Linked DNA regions of Zea mays: region 2 is linked to region 1. Evidence: chromatin contacts called from public Hi-C data. All regions are on one chromosome and are shown on one strand. Each heading gives the region's core, a stretch centred on a gene start, on an enhancer-like site or on the middle of the called end of the contact. The rest is flanking DNA. Distances are from core to core; before and after follow the strand shown.

Region 1 (6,612 bases), core at 1,867-4,366:
TAAAAATAGTATCTTCTATTTGAAGGTCATACACAGAACACATATTTATTACCCTACAATATAACTTCTAGAAGTTGGAAACAATGGGAATTATGTGTATTGGGATGCCAAATTATTCAAGCTTACCAACAGTTGAATCACACTCTTCTCATCACCCATGCCTAACCTTTGGATTACAGAAGACATCAGCTCATCTAAACTCTCAGAGCCTGAAATCGAACAAATAAGCTGTTAGCTGAAGCATTCAGCAGAGACACAGCCAACTCTCTAACATCATATTCAGTACCTACCACAAGTAAATCTATGCATACGTCCCTTTCTGTCCTGAAGCTTAAATACAAATGAATTACCAACAGCAGGAGGATAAATACAACTCCTGCCATCCCCAGCATCTGATGGCACCACTAAAGATAATTCACTGTGCAATGCAACAATTCAGGATAACCTTGCATTTGAAAGGGAAGACATAGAAGGAACCCAAAGGAAATATTAACTAAACCTGTGACTATCAAAATCCTCATCTGGAGGCTCTAGTGCAGAGTCCCAGAATTTCTGCATTATTGTGTTTGCCACATCATTTGCGCCACCAGGACCTCCTTCAACCTTCAGGGGGAAAAACATTTCAGATGGACTAAGATTACAAGGATGGATTAAGAAAGAGAGCACACAGGCCATGAAGAGGGAGACCATTGAAATGGCAGCATGGGTAAGTTGCAGAACGTCCAAGCAAGCAGCAACCTGCCCATCTGTTCAAGGAAAAGGAAAATCAGATACACAATGGAAGCATCAAAGCAGGCAACCTTAGGCTAGAAGAATCAAAGTTTACCTCCATCAAGAACAGGAATATGCAAGAATTTGCCATCATGCATGATATGTAGTGCATCAAGGATTGTTGTGTCCAATGTAGCACAGTCGGGGTGTGCAGTCATTACCTGGATCAAAATAGTAGACACTGTGTGTCTAGGATGAATACAAAATTCAACATCTTTTGGAATACAAATCATAAATCTGCAGGAGAAACCTTTTCTACTAGAGTTAACTCAGGAGAAAGATTTTGGGCCACAACACGCATCAGCACATCCTTTGAGCTGAAATCCACAACCATATATCATTATTAACTAAAAAAATATCAAAAAGGGGAAAATTAAAGGTTATGAAGTTGGAATGCTTACGTAAAGATCCCATGAAGCGAATTTCCAGCCATAATAATTACTGAATTAACACGTAAGTCGCGCATTTTCCGGGTTGCTACACAAACAGGATCTGAAAGGGAAACAGTTGCTACTCTGCAAGTAAATACAGTCATAAGCATTTTTATCAAGATCAACTTTTGCTAAAAAAAATTACACAAGAATATAAATGAATCAAAGAAAAGTGACAACATACTTTGTGTTCTCTGTGATAATGGTTGACAAAGAAGGTTTAAACATTCGTTCTCTGAGAGTCTCTAAGAGATTGTGTGGACCTGCATCCAAAAACAGTTAATTCTGTAGGCAAGTGCATAAAGCAGCAACTAGTTTAGTACACGTACATCCAACTGAAAAGACATATATACAATATAACATTGAAGTTCACAACAAAAGACCTGGCTTCATGTGATTGCATAGTTAAAAGCATTTTTTCTTCAAAAAAAACTAGAAAGACAAAAGCCTGGTGCAGTGGTAAGAGCTGTCTCACTGAGTCACTAGGTCATGGGTTCGAAGCAACCTTTCCGCATTTGCGGGAGGAAGGCTAGCCTCGATTTATCCCTTCCCAAACCCCACAAATTTGGGAGCCTCTGACACTAGTTCTGCCCTTTTTTAAAACAAAGAACTAGATAGCATAATTTATAGGTGAAATTGGTGTATATGGCTAAAATAGTAAAATATATGCTTGTTCTGATGTTCAGTGAATTCTTGTGCATTGATGAACATCTGGTGATAAAAAAAGATAAAGCAGGAATGGAGTAAGAGTTGACACAATAATATGGTTACCTGAGAAGTTGCCACCTAACTGGCGCTCAACCCCTTCTATGGCAGCTGCTAGTGCACTTCCTTGCTCTGCTGCCTTTTCCAGTCTTGATATTGCATCATACAGACATTTTGCAATGTCCAGCATCGCAATAACCTCACCATTTTCAACAACTGGAAGGTGTCTAAATTTCCCTATAATAAGAAAAAAACCATATTAACTTCAGAGAAAGGAATAACATACCTCAAATTAAGTTTATTCAAGGAACATTGAAATAATGAGGTTTAGCCTATGCAGCACTAAACCTTATGATGTCATTAAAATGTTAAACAAATTTAGATGCTGGACCACTTTGAAAATGCTGGTCCTCCTTTTCCTTATGAAACACAGGAGCAATGGAAGTTGCCATTACTACGCCTGTTATGACCGGCATCCCCTACACCAGGCGCAGGGACATTAGTGGCTAGGAGGGCTAAGGCCCACGGCCAGGCCACAGGCCACATGCGGCCAGGATCAGCTAGGATAGATCAGATAAGGATTAGCTAATAAAAAAGAGAGATTATCTCTAGTTAGTTGGATAAGGATTAGAAGAGATCTCATAGCTCTTATCCTTAGATCAGATAAGCATCAGCTGGGATATAAATACTTGTAAGAGGTCATCTGTGGAATTAAGCAGAATCAAATTATTTTGGCTTCCCTGAGGGAGCCAGGAGTTGGTGTGAATCAATCTCTCTTGCCCACGCAGCCTAGGTCAGCCATGGCGCCCCATCTCCCTCGCGCAACTGTTCATCCTTATAGGCTAAGGGAGATCCCTGGTAGGATCCGCAATCCTACCAACGCCCCTCTAGACTAATACAGTGGCTAAGATACAACATGATTCGAAGTCCCAAGTCATTGCAGTAAGCTTGAGACAAATAATAACTTTCTACTATTGACAAAATAATATGTTCCTTTAGTATCCTATAAAAAATAAGGCATATACATTTCCATTATTTCTTTTCTTGAATGTGAAGTTATATTAACAGTAGTCCACATATACCTTGGACCATTTTATGCAGTGCCTCAATAGCAGGTGTGTCCGCCATGACATATGAAGGGTTCCTTGTCATAATCTTGGAGATGATTGTTTGCTCAACCCGCAGCCCCTCGGCAATGACCCTTGTAGCTATGTCCTATATCCCAGTTCAAAGGAAAAGAATGAAGCATGAGGATATACTTCGCCTAGTTGTTAGATACTGCTGAGTCAGCTTCAGATTTGTCCAAACCAAACACAGATGAGAGATCAATGCATAACAGTTCAACTCAAGAACATGAACAGTGGCATCAGTTGCAAATTTCAAGCATATAGTAATTTAAACAAAGAATATAGAATTAGCTAAGTTGTAATGGTGCAAAGCGTCCAACACTAAAGAAATGCATTCTGTTCAGTCACTTGATTGGGACACAAGCAAGCTTTATGGCTTATGGGAGCGAGTGGGGTACAATCCAAAGCAGCCACTACCACAACTATGACATTTTTACACATAAAGTTCATTCCTTCTAAGTTCGAAACAACTTACCAGCCAATCATAACATGTTTGGTACAACAGATTCAAAACTGATGTAACTGAAGGAACACGGTACCTTGTCGGTGACGATGCCTGAGAGCAGGCCACCGGCGTCTGTGAGCAGAACGGCATCGACCCGCCTCGCCGCCATCCGTCGGCACGCCTCCGAGACCGTGGTCCCCTCCGCGATCGTCAGCGCCTTGGACAGCCGCAGCTTCTTGACCGTTCTCTCCCCTCTGACGAAACCAACCCAGCACCTTAGTGACAGCTGAGGAGGAGGGAGAAAAATCCGAGAAAAGAAAAGGCTTATGGCGGCCTTACGAGGTATGGTCGGGGGAGGCGGGCTTGGTGGAGACTTTGCCGTTGCCGTTGGCGGGGGCGCCAGCGCCGGCGGCCGTGGGATCATCAGACCTGCGGGAAGACGCGACCGACGGCGGCCGGCTGCGCGTGCGACGATTAAGGGCCACAGCGGCAGTGGAGCTCATGACCGCGGCCGCGTAGGTGGCGGCGGATTCGCGACGGCGGCGGCGGCCGGGAAAGTTGGAGCCTGAGTCTTGGAGCCTTGGAGAGGAATGATCGCTGGCTCTTTTGGGCTTCCTTGCCTGTGGGCCCTGATATCCTGCGAAACTGTGGTAAACTTTGACATTGCTTGTGAGCCCTAATATCCTGGAGAACCTAATGACTTGCTCCACTAACTCATCAAATTTACTAGAGCTGGAAGTATTCTAAACCGGTCTATGAAGCAGACTATAATTTAGAATTTAGAAAGGGAGTGGTATGCCACAGATACGAGAGAATGCACAAATCTACATTAAAAATTTTCTAACATTAAATTATATATACTCAATGTATATATTTTCTTTACATATGTTTATGGCTAGGGGTAGTAATGAATCACGATTCAAATATTTCTTTACAATAAGTTAGGACTCTTAAATAATTTTAGTTCAAAAATGAATAAGAACAGAACCTGATCCTAATCTGATTCAATTGTTAAATTTTATAGTGTAAAATCTCCACAATGAAGCTTATCGCCCATCGTCTCACTGGCCGGCCTTGACCCCTTTTACGTACCAAGGTGCATAGAAAAAATGGCATAACCACATTTAGTGTTCCAACCCCGATGAAAGCCTGAGCAGGTAAGGAGGCAAGCGAAGCAGTTGAGCAAACCAAGTTTAGTGACATGCGCGTGACTGATCCTAGGTGAGTGCAGTTAGGCAATTTTTTGCAATTTAGCCCTTTTTCAAAAAATCACGTTTAACCCCTGGAAGAAGAATTCATGTTTTAGACCCTTTACTTGGTGTCATAGGCATGGCGCCAAGGTAACACGACTTGATGATATAGGTTATGGCGCCGAGGTACTGCCCGTGTTGACGCACGCTGGTTGTCAGGTGGCTGACCTGGCCTAGCGCCGAGCAAGGGAATATGGGCTAGAGGCCTTCTTTCTCACACGTGCTTTGTCTTCTCTCAAACTCGTCGTGCGCCAAGCTAGGGAATATGGGCCAAAGGCCTTCTTCTCACACGTGCTTCGTCTTCTCTCACACTCGTCGTGCGCCTCTGTCTCTGTCCTGTCATCGCCACCGCCACCATTGGACGTCGTCATGCCTGTGCCCCTGCTCACTGCGCCTCGCGCCCGGTCGCCGCGTGCACGTCGTCGCTCGCTGCGCCCATGCCCGCCACACAACGCTCTCGGACTTCGCTTCCGCCCCCTAGGCCTCTAGAGCTCGTTGTCGCGCCTCCAAGTACGTGGGTTAGTAAATTTGTTAGTTAGCTAGTTAGTTAGCAAATTTGTTAGTTTAGCAAATTAGTTAGTTAGTTAGCAAATTAGCTAGTTAGTTTGTTAGTTAGTTATTTTAGAAACTTAGTTAGGTTACATCTTTAATTAGTACTTTTGTTATTTAGTCTATTTAGTGAACTAGCTAGTTATTCAGTTGTTAGTATATGTAGTGAATGTGCATGTGTATGTTAGCCATCCTATTGTTCGTCTGTTGGTGAATGTGTCTGTCAGTTATCGTGTTGTTCGTTTGTTTGCAGGTTTTAGAAACCTCATCGTACATTGGAGGTGCTATCGAAATTTGTACAGAGAGTATTGTGTAACTTTTTTGCGGCCAGGAGGTCGTTTGATTCCACCGCCACCGGTAGCTTGACTCCACCGCGACCTCAGGTATACTCATTTTGCTTATCGTACTCATAGATTATGTAACTCTATTAGATGTGATTAGTTATTAGTTAGTATATAGTTATTAGTTAGTAATTAACTATTGTTTAATTGTTACTTATTAAGTATTTAGGCATTAGTAGATGGGGTTAGTAATTAGTCAGGATTAGTAGATAGTGTTAGTCACATACCATCTTAATTTGTTATTGAGTAATGAATTCGTCTTTGAAATAGATGGACAACTTAGTCACCCTATATCATGGAGGAAGTGTGGAGGAAGATGTTTATGGGAATATTAGTTTTGATGGAATGAAGAAGGTGGCACTGATATTCGATGAAAGGTCAGCTGTAAGGAAAATGGACCCCTGCCCATTTGACTAACTTTCCTGAGAATCTGGCTATGCATAGAATCTAGCTATGGGAAGAATTTGAGTATCGTGGGGATTACGTGCAGAGGAAGATGAAGTGGCCAAAAGGATTCATGATCTAGAAAGCGATGGATTCCTACTATCGTGATGACTCGATCGATTCTGTGTTCATATTAATTTTGGACAGTTTTTAACAAAACAATTCTTATAGAAACGAGCTAAAAACTTAGGGCGTTTGACCGTCCACAGTAGCTTTTGGTGGTCAGAAGCTAAAAAAAGCCCCAACAAACAGGGCCTAAGTGATTTTGGTGTTTGATGAACAACATAATGGATCAACTAATGTTTTCCAAGTGTTTGTGTTTTGTAGTTCACAGGATGCAAAGTGGATTGGACTTAGGCCCTAAGGATGCAACAACTAAAAAGAAGTCATAAAAGACTCCTAGAAGACTTACAAATACTCGGCACAAGTCCAAGACACAAGACCAAAAGAGCACAAGAAAAGAAGTTAGAAGACTCAAGAAAAGGGTTGTTATCTGGCGCACTGGTGGCTCACTGGATAGTCCGGTGTGCCAAATTTACTCAAAATAAT
Region 2 (6,612 bases), core at 1,390-3,889, 320 kb after region 1:
TATATTTGAGTATAGAGTCTAAAATATAAAATGTGTGTTCTGGTGGCTAGGTAGATGTGAACGTGAGTTTAAAGCAAATAATCATGGTTCAAATCCTATTTACATATATTTTATCTTATTTTTACCGTTTAGTTCCTTGAAACTGTAGATGTCCAAATGGACGGGCCGTGCCAGCCCGGCCCGAGCACGGCTAGGCCCGACACAGATTAGGATCGTGTCGGCCCGACCCGGATTAGCTAGCGGGCCGTGCTGTGCCGGCCCACGAGCCCCAAGTGAGGCCCAAGCATGGCCTGCTAGCTTAATAATCGTGTCGGGCCGGCCCACGGCCCGACGGGCCTAACGGGCCCATAACAATATATGACGTTTAAATGATAAAAAATATCCTAAAAGTATGCATTTTTGAGGGTTTAAACCATATTTATTAGCTCTAAACATTTATTTACACCCACATAACCAACAAAAACATATGTTTCTTGTGTTTTATACTCTATATTCAAGTATAATATATTATATGAAAAAATAGAAAAAAATAAAATCACGTCGGGCCTAGCCCATCGTGTCACGCCTTCGGCCCAGGCACGACCCGGTGACTGTGCCGGGCCGGGCCGGCACGGACCCGGTTCACTTCGTGTCATGCCAGGTTCGTGCCAGGTTTCGGGCCGCCCGGCAAGTCCGATCCGTTTGGACATCTATAGTCCAAACACATGTGCTGATGAACGCATTTATTTTTAACATATAATTCCTACCGGGTATCAAACACATGCTCTGTCACTCGCATGCGCAGCAGGCTTTGCATTTACGCGTGTGCAAATGTAGGCTTTGCATGTAGTAGTGGCATTTGCATGCACGGTTGCATGCGTAGCTTTAGTTGCATTCATAGTTAGGTGACCTAGTGAGTTCCTTTCACACGTTTTAAGACCTAGTGGACGCTGAAAGGTAAGTAAGCATCTGAGCTTTAATACTCCTTTTTTAGAGCTAACATCACCAACAGGAACTATCATGGAGCAATGGACACGAATGGCTTGGAATGCCTATTAGCAAAGCTACCTGGTGGCCAGTTAATTTCTTCTCGGACTGCCAGGTATGTAAGAGCTTTACTTGTTATCCCCATCTGGGATCTAAGCAGGAGGGAAGTGGAACGAATTCCAGTTCTGATGGTTGATACTTGAGGGCAACAAATAGTTGAACTGGATAATTGTTGTGCCAATAGGTTATTCGTTTTTGCAACAATAAGGTCTGGAGGTGCTAGGTACCATTTCTGTTAGTTCAGACTTCAGACTGCAATTTCATGTATTCGTTATATCTGAGCTTTTATCAGGTGGATCCTTGGCTTTTCAGTCTACTTATGCTAAGCAGGAGTAATGTTTATTCTAAGCATGTTTTCATTGTGCGTGGTGGTCCACCGGCGCAACAAGTATTAACTGCAGCCTTACGCCTGTTTGGAACTGCTTTATGAACTTTGATCTACAAACTCCATCGGCTGAGCAGTTTTATAAAAACCTAGAGTTTTTGGAGCACCCTTTAGATGATCTTACAACTTTACCTTTTTTTCCTGAAGCAGAGTTTGTGCAACTATATCTATCTGGCTAAAAAAACGTAGAGCAGAGCTGAAAAGTATGGCTAAAAAACATAGAGCATAGCTAAAAAAACGTAGAGCAGAGCTGATTAAACTCTAGATGCACATCATAGTTTGGTAGTGGAACCGCGCGTTTTGCTTTTATCAAGCTCAAGTAAAGTTCAGGTTGGCACTTCCGTACTGTACTTGCAGGTGACGGCTACTGGCTATTTATGAACAAACATATCAGGCACTGGGCGATCAGGTGCTTAACCAAATAGCGCTAGTCTGTGAGCTAATACGTAGCTGTGTACCCTTTGCTCCAATTCAACCTCCAACTGGATCGAGAACCTGGAACGCACCATTGCCGCACCAAGCTCCCCTTCCTCGAATGCCCCAGGCCCGGACACCACGACGCCCTGCCCCGTGCTCACATGGCTAGCGGCGTCCTCCACCGCTCCGCCTCCTGATGTCTCCGCCCTGCCGCCGCGCCAACCCCCGACTCCGGCTGGGGCCACTGCGCGGTTATGGTCAGTTGCTACCCGCGCTCGCTTTCGCCGTCTCTTGGGGTTTTCGATTCGCCTCCAGCGCGGTTATGGCTGTTTGCGGCGTTTGCGGAGCGGTCGCGGCGGTCGGGCGTTCGCGCCTTGCGGCTGGCGGCGTGCGGTTGGCGACGGGCGAGGGTCGCAGCAGGCGGTTGGCGGAGGGCGGGGGTCGCGGCGGGATCGGGCGGGCAGTTGTTTGGCGAGGGCAATCTACATTACAGTCTTAATAGTTAGTACATATTAACTATGTCGTTTGCAAATAGCGCACTAATTTTCGGCCGCCCGCGATCGCCGGTGTGTCCGTTTTTCATCATGGACCGAGCTTACTGCTAAATGGGACAAACTTCAAAAGCTCAGCAGCCCATTAACATCCGTAGTCACTTTTCCGGCCCAGACCATTACAACGGTCGGCCTATCCATTCACTCACGGGCCCATGGAAATGGTTGGGAACCACGACGTCCCAAGCGGGCCCCACGGGCCACGGCGCTGCAACAAAACCGCAAAAACCCAGAAGGAAGTAGAGGCCCCCTTCTTGCCCCCTACGCAGCCGTGTGCCGTACACCGTGCACGCACGCCGCTCCTCGCCTCCCTGCACCATGGACGCCGGCGAGTGCTCCACCTCCAAACCCCCTCAGCCCTCTGCCGCCTCCCCGTCCTCCCCCACCGTATGGGCTAGGCTGGGTAGGGCAGCTGCCCCCACCCCTTCTCGGTTCTCCACGGGTTCCTTCATCTGCACGGCTTCTTGATTCTCTTCTCTTGTTTGGTTGTCCCATTCATTGGCAGTGCCCGCCGATTCCGCGTGCCCGACGGTGGAGGTGGCCGAAGACGACTCCGTGGTCTGCTCCCTCGTTGCGCCGCCCTGCGGCGGGGAGGAGGTCGCGTGGTGCGAGATCAGGCGGAATGCCGGGGACGCGTCGTCCGCCACTATTCGGAACCTTAGGTGCTCTATCCTGCGCCTTTGGGGACTTGGGTCCATGCCTTTTTTCGTGTTCCTGTGGATCCTTTGACTGTGGTGGCGTGCCGTGTAAGACTTTTTAACAGTGCGTCTCCTCCGGGAGTGACAAAATGTCCGAAAAGGGCGACGTCTATTTTGAGAAAACTGACGGGGACTTTGTGTGAGCTCTGTTCATCACCTCTTTTAATTGGTACTCACGGCTCAAATGTTGGAATGGACGCGTTACCTTTAGTGCCTGCCTGTATACCCCAGTGTTCTCCGGTTTAGGTCCCTTGAAAGAGGTACAAGTACAATGGTAGTGATAGCAAGGCTAAATTGTTGTCTGTTCCATTTTTGCCGACTTATTAGTGGTATCCACAACTTTTAGTATCCTCGATCTATTCCAGATTCTGTCTTCCTAGATTGTTGTAGTAGTATTGTAGTCTAAACTCAGTTCTTGAGAATGCTCTTTATTTAGCAAGAGAAGTCAGGCAAGCTTCAGTTTTTCTGTGGTGGGATTTGGCTACATTTCATATAAAACGTTGATGCCAATTTGTAACAGTTTGTCTATACATTTGGTGTGTCTGATTGTGCAAAATCAAGAATGGAAAATTTGAAATGCATGTTGCAAACACAAATGGGATGTAGGCAAATCCCAGACTCTTAATTCTTGGCACTCTCTTTAAGCTATTTGATTGACTATGTCTTGCAAAAAATGAAAATTGTTTTATCTTTATGTGTTGGTTCACAAAATTAACTTTTCCCACCTTTGTTTGCCTCCCAATTTTTGTTGTGAGATATTTTTTTGTACTATTTGTTTTGTTGAATTCTTGCTGATGATACATGCTTCTCATGTCTTCCCTGTTCCATTGATAAAGCTCGGATGCAATTATTGTTGATGGAAGAATTGTCGAACAAGAATGCGTAGACATCAAACCAGGCAGTGAGATTGTCTCTGGACCCCAGAAAGAAGGTATGGTTATTTTCAGGACCTTGACAGCAAATCTTTATACTGAAAAAGAAAGTACTACTCTTGTGGCTTTGGGAAGCCTTGAACAGCTTTGACTTGTTTTTGCATATTCATCTATCAATAATATTGTCAGTATAAAGGTGCTTTCTTGGGACAGTGAATAACTTAAAAAAATCTTTTTTTTTGTGTGTGTGCCTCTCTAATTCTTAACAAGTGAAATGAATGTCTATGACACATTCATGTGCTTCATTATTTTTCCAGGGCATTTAATATATACATTTGAAATTACAGAGGCAGAGGATCATGAAAAAAAAAATGTCAAGGTATTATTCTGGAAATTAGTACTCGTGTAAAAAGATCTTCTTCACATACTACTTTTTCTTGGGCGTGTGTGTTTTGTATTCTTATACTCCCTTTATCCTAATGCATGATACATAGCTCTCGTACAGCCAGGTTGGGGAAAAACTAACTTCTAGCTAAATGATGATTTCAGATTGTTCTAGATATCGAGAATGCAAAATGCAGCATATGCCTGAATTTGTGGCATGATGTTGTTACTGTTGCTCCATGCCTGCACAACTTCTGGTAAATTTGTTAGTATTACTTTTTTTCTGTTGGTTTCTCTGAAAGTCTCGGCTCTGATCCTTCATTTTTTAAGCAATGGATGTTTCTCAGAGTGGTTAAGGAGGTCTTCATCTAATTCACGTGATAAAAGCCAGAGCGCTGCATGCCCACAATGTAGGACAACAGTTCAATCAGTTGGAAGGAATCACTTCCTGCATAATATTGAAGAGGCACGATGTTTGCTGCTAATGACTTTGTTCATTAATATGTTTCTAAAACTGCTATGAACTGCTAGATTTATTTGTTTCTATGCCTTTTGTAGGCTATATTGCAAGCTTTTTCCTCACTACAGAGATCTGATGAGGAGATTGCGTTGTTAGAGTCGTATGCTTCAGTTAAGTCGAATATGGTGAGTGAAGCAATTGTAAATTAACGTTTTTTCTTTGAGTTAACTCATATAAGAAAAGACCTGCAGTTGCAAGCTTTACCTTCATTCCATACATGCATATTTTCATCATAATCATCTGAAGTTAGCTTTGTCACAGAAAAAATTCTCACTGAACCGAAGTCGGTAGTTTGTGACAATTGTTAGGTGCTCAGGTGCTCAACATACCAAATTTTATGGATGTTTGATACTATAGTGTTGTGTTCTACAACTATAAATTTATGTTATTTATATTATATCTTCTGGCCCCAATATACTTAATTTTGGCTGAGGTGTTGTTTGATGACTTAGGTTTTGGGTCAACAGAAAAACCAATCAAGGAAAAGACGTTTTTCACGTTCTAGTGATGATACCGACAATTCAGATCTACCATGTCCTCAATGCCGTAAGTGTGAAAATTCCACTTTGATATGTCTTAATATCCGGTGATCGTAACGTAAATTATGTTGCAGATCATGTCATTCTAGTCAGTGAGCTGTACGTCAAGGGTCAAGACTATATCATGTTTTTTTTATCATAGGCATATGGAACCTTTTTAACCCATGAATTATATATTTGTTCTTGTATTAATTAATTGAAAAATGGGTTGAAGAGCTGGTTGGTAACTTGACACAAGATTTTTATAAGTTATTTTTTATAAAAAAATCACAATGTCGGAATCATGTGATGATTCGATCATGCTATGATTCACATGAGTTTGAAGTTACTTAACTATCACACTGATGTGGTACTTGAGATAGCTTTTGTGGAGGACATATCCTGTGCAATCACGCATTTTGGTGCAAGCGTGCAATCAAACTATCCAGAGCATCCAGTCTAGATCCAACGGTTTCATATGGAAGTGGTTAAATGTAAAATAGACACTAGGTTTCAGGTGGAAGGGGTTAAATGTAAAATAACAGTTACCATTAGATCTAGATCGGATGCACCAGATCGCTTGATTGCATGCTTGCACCAGGATAAGTGATTGCATAGGATATTTTCCCAGCTTTTGTGTTCTGCAAAAGTAGGGAAACTAGTTGGTAACTTGGCACGAGATTTTAGGAAGTTATAAATATTTCACAAAAGTCCAAGTTGTGTTCTGATGCAATCATGCTATGTTTCACGTGAGTTTGAAATTAGTTAACTATTCTTGCACTGACACGGTAATTGAGGTAGCTTTTATCTTTTCACTAAAAACAGGGGGAAATGTACCTTTTGATATCATAGTGTAGTAATTTGACTGATTGAGAATTAGATTTAGCCTTGTCTAAATGCTTCTTGAAAAGCCTTGTTCATCTTTCCTTTTTCATTCAACTGAACGACAAGAATATTGCAGGTAATGAATTTGGTGGATTTAGATGCAGCCCAGGATCTGTGCACTTGCAATGCAGTGGATGTGGAGGAATGATGCCAGCCAGATCTAACATCAGTATACCACAAAAATGTGCATCCCTATTCTGATAATAATTTCTTCTCTAGTGGATTGCAATAAGTTATAACCCCATTTTTTTATTTAATTGATCGTATAACCCTGAAAAGACCTTTCTTGCATGGGCCTTGACCCTTCTGGATATCCTAATCCATTTAGCAAGGAAGTGATGCCATGATTGGGAAAT

The links. A called contact is a pair of places that touch in the nucleus more often than the background predicts.
Region 2: a contact with region 1 is called in a Hi-C map of bundle sheath, with 2.6 times the contacts expected there. The contact joins the promoter of LOC100274308 here to the promoter of LOC100216607 in region 1. A contact is called at or near these places in 3 of 25 Hi-C or Micro-C datasets (bundle sheath, ear and tassel).

What each region holds. Positions count from the first base shown.
Region 1 is chr4:210,803,493-210,810,104 of Zm-B73-REFERENCE-NAM-5.0, forward strand. LOC100216607 (CBS domain-containing protein CBSCBSPB2) reads right to left here and starts at 3,117. Exons shown (of 12, transcript NM_001143020.1): 1 at 2,990-3,117; 2 at 1,974-2,144; 3 at 1,387-1,465; 4 at 1,173-1,286; 5 at 1,022-1,088; 6 at 827-932; 7 at 688-746; 8 at 500-603; 9 at 291-418; 10 at 127-209. The coding sequence starts at 3,059.
Region 2 is chr4:211,125,229-211,131,840 of Zm-B73-REFERENCE-NAM-5.0, forward strand. It overlaps LOC100274308 (putative RING zinc finger domain superfamily protein), which reads left to right and starts at 2,640. Exons shown (of 15, transcript NM_001148671.2): 1 at 2,640-2,782; 2 at 2,885-3,041; 3 at 3,914-4,008; 4 at 4,267-4,328; 5 at 4,499-4,590; 6 at 4,664-4,799; 7 at 4,892-4,963; 8 at 5,306-5,399; 9 at 6,333-6,440. The coding sequence starts at 2,698.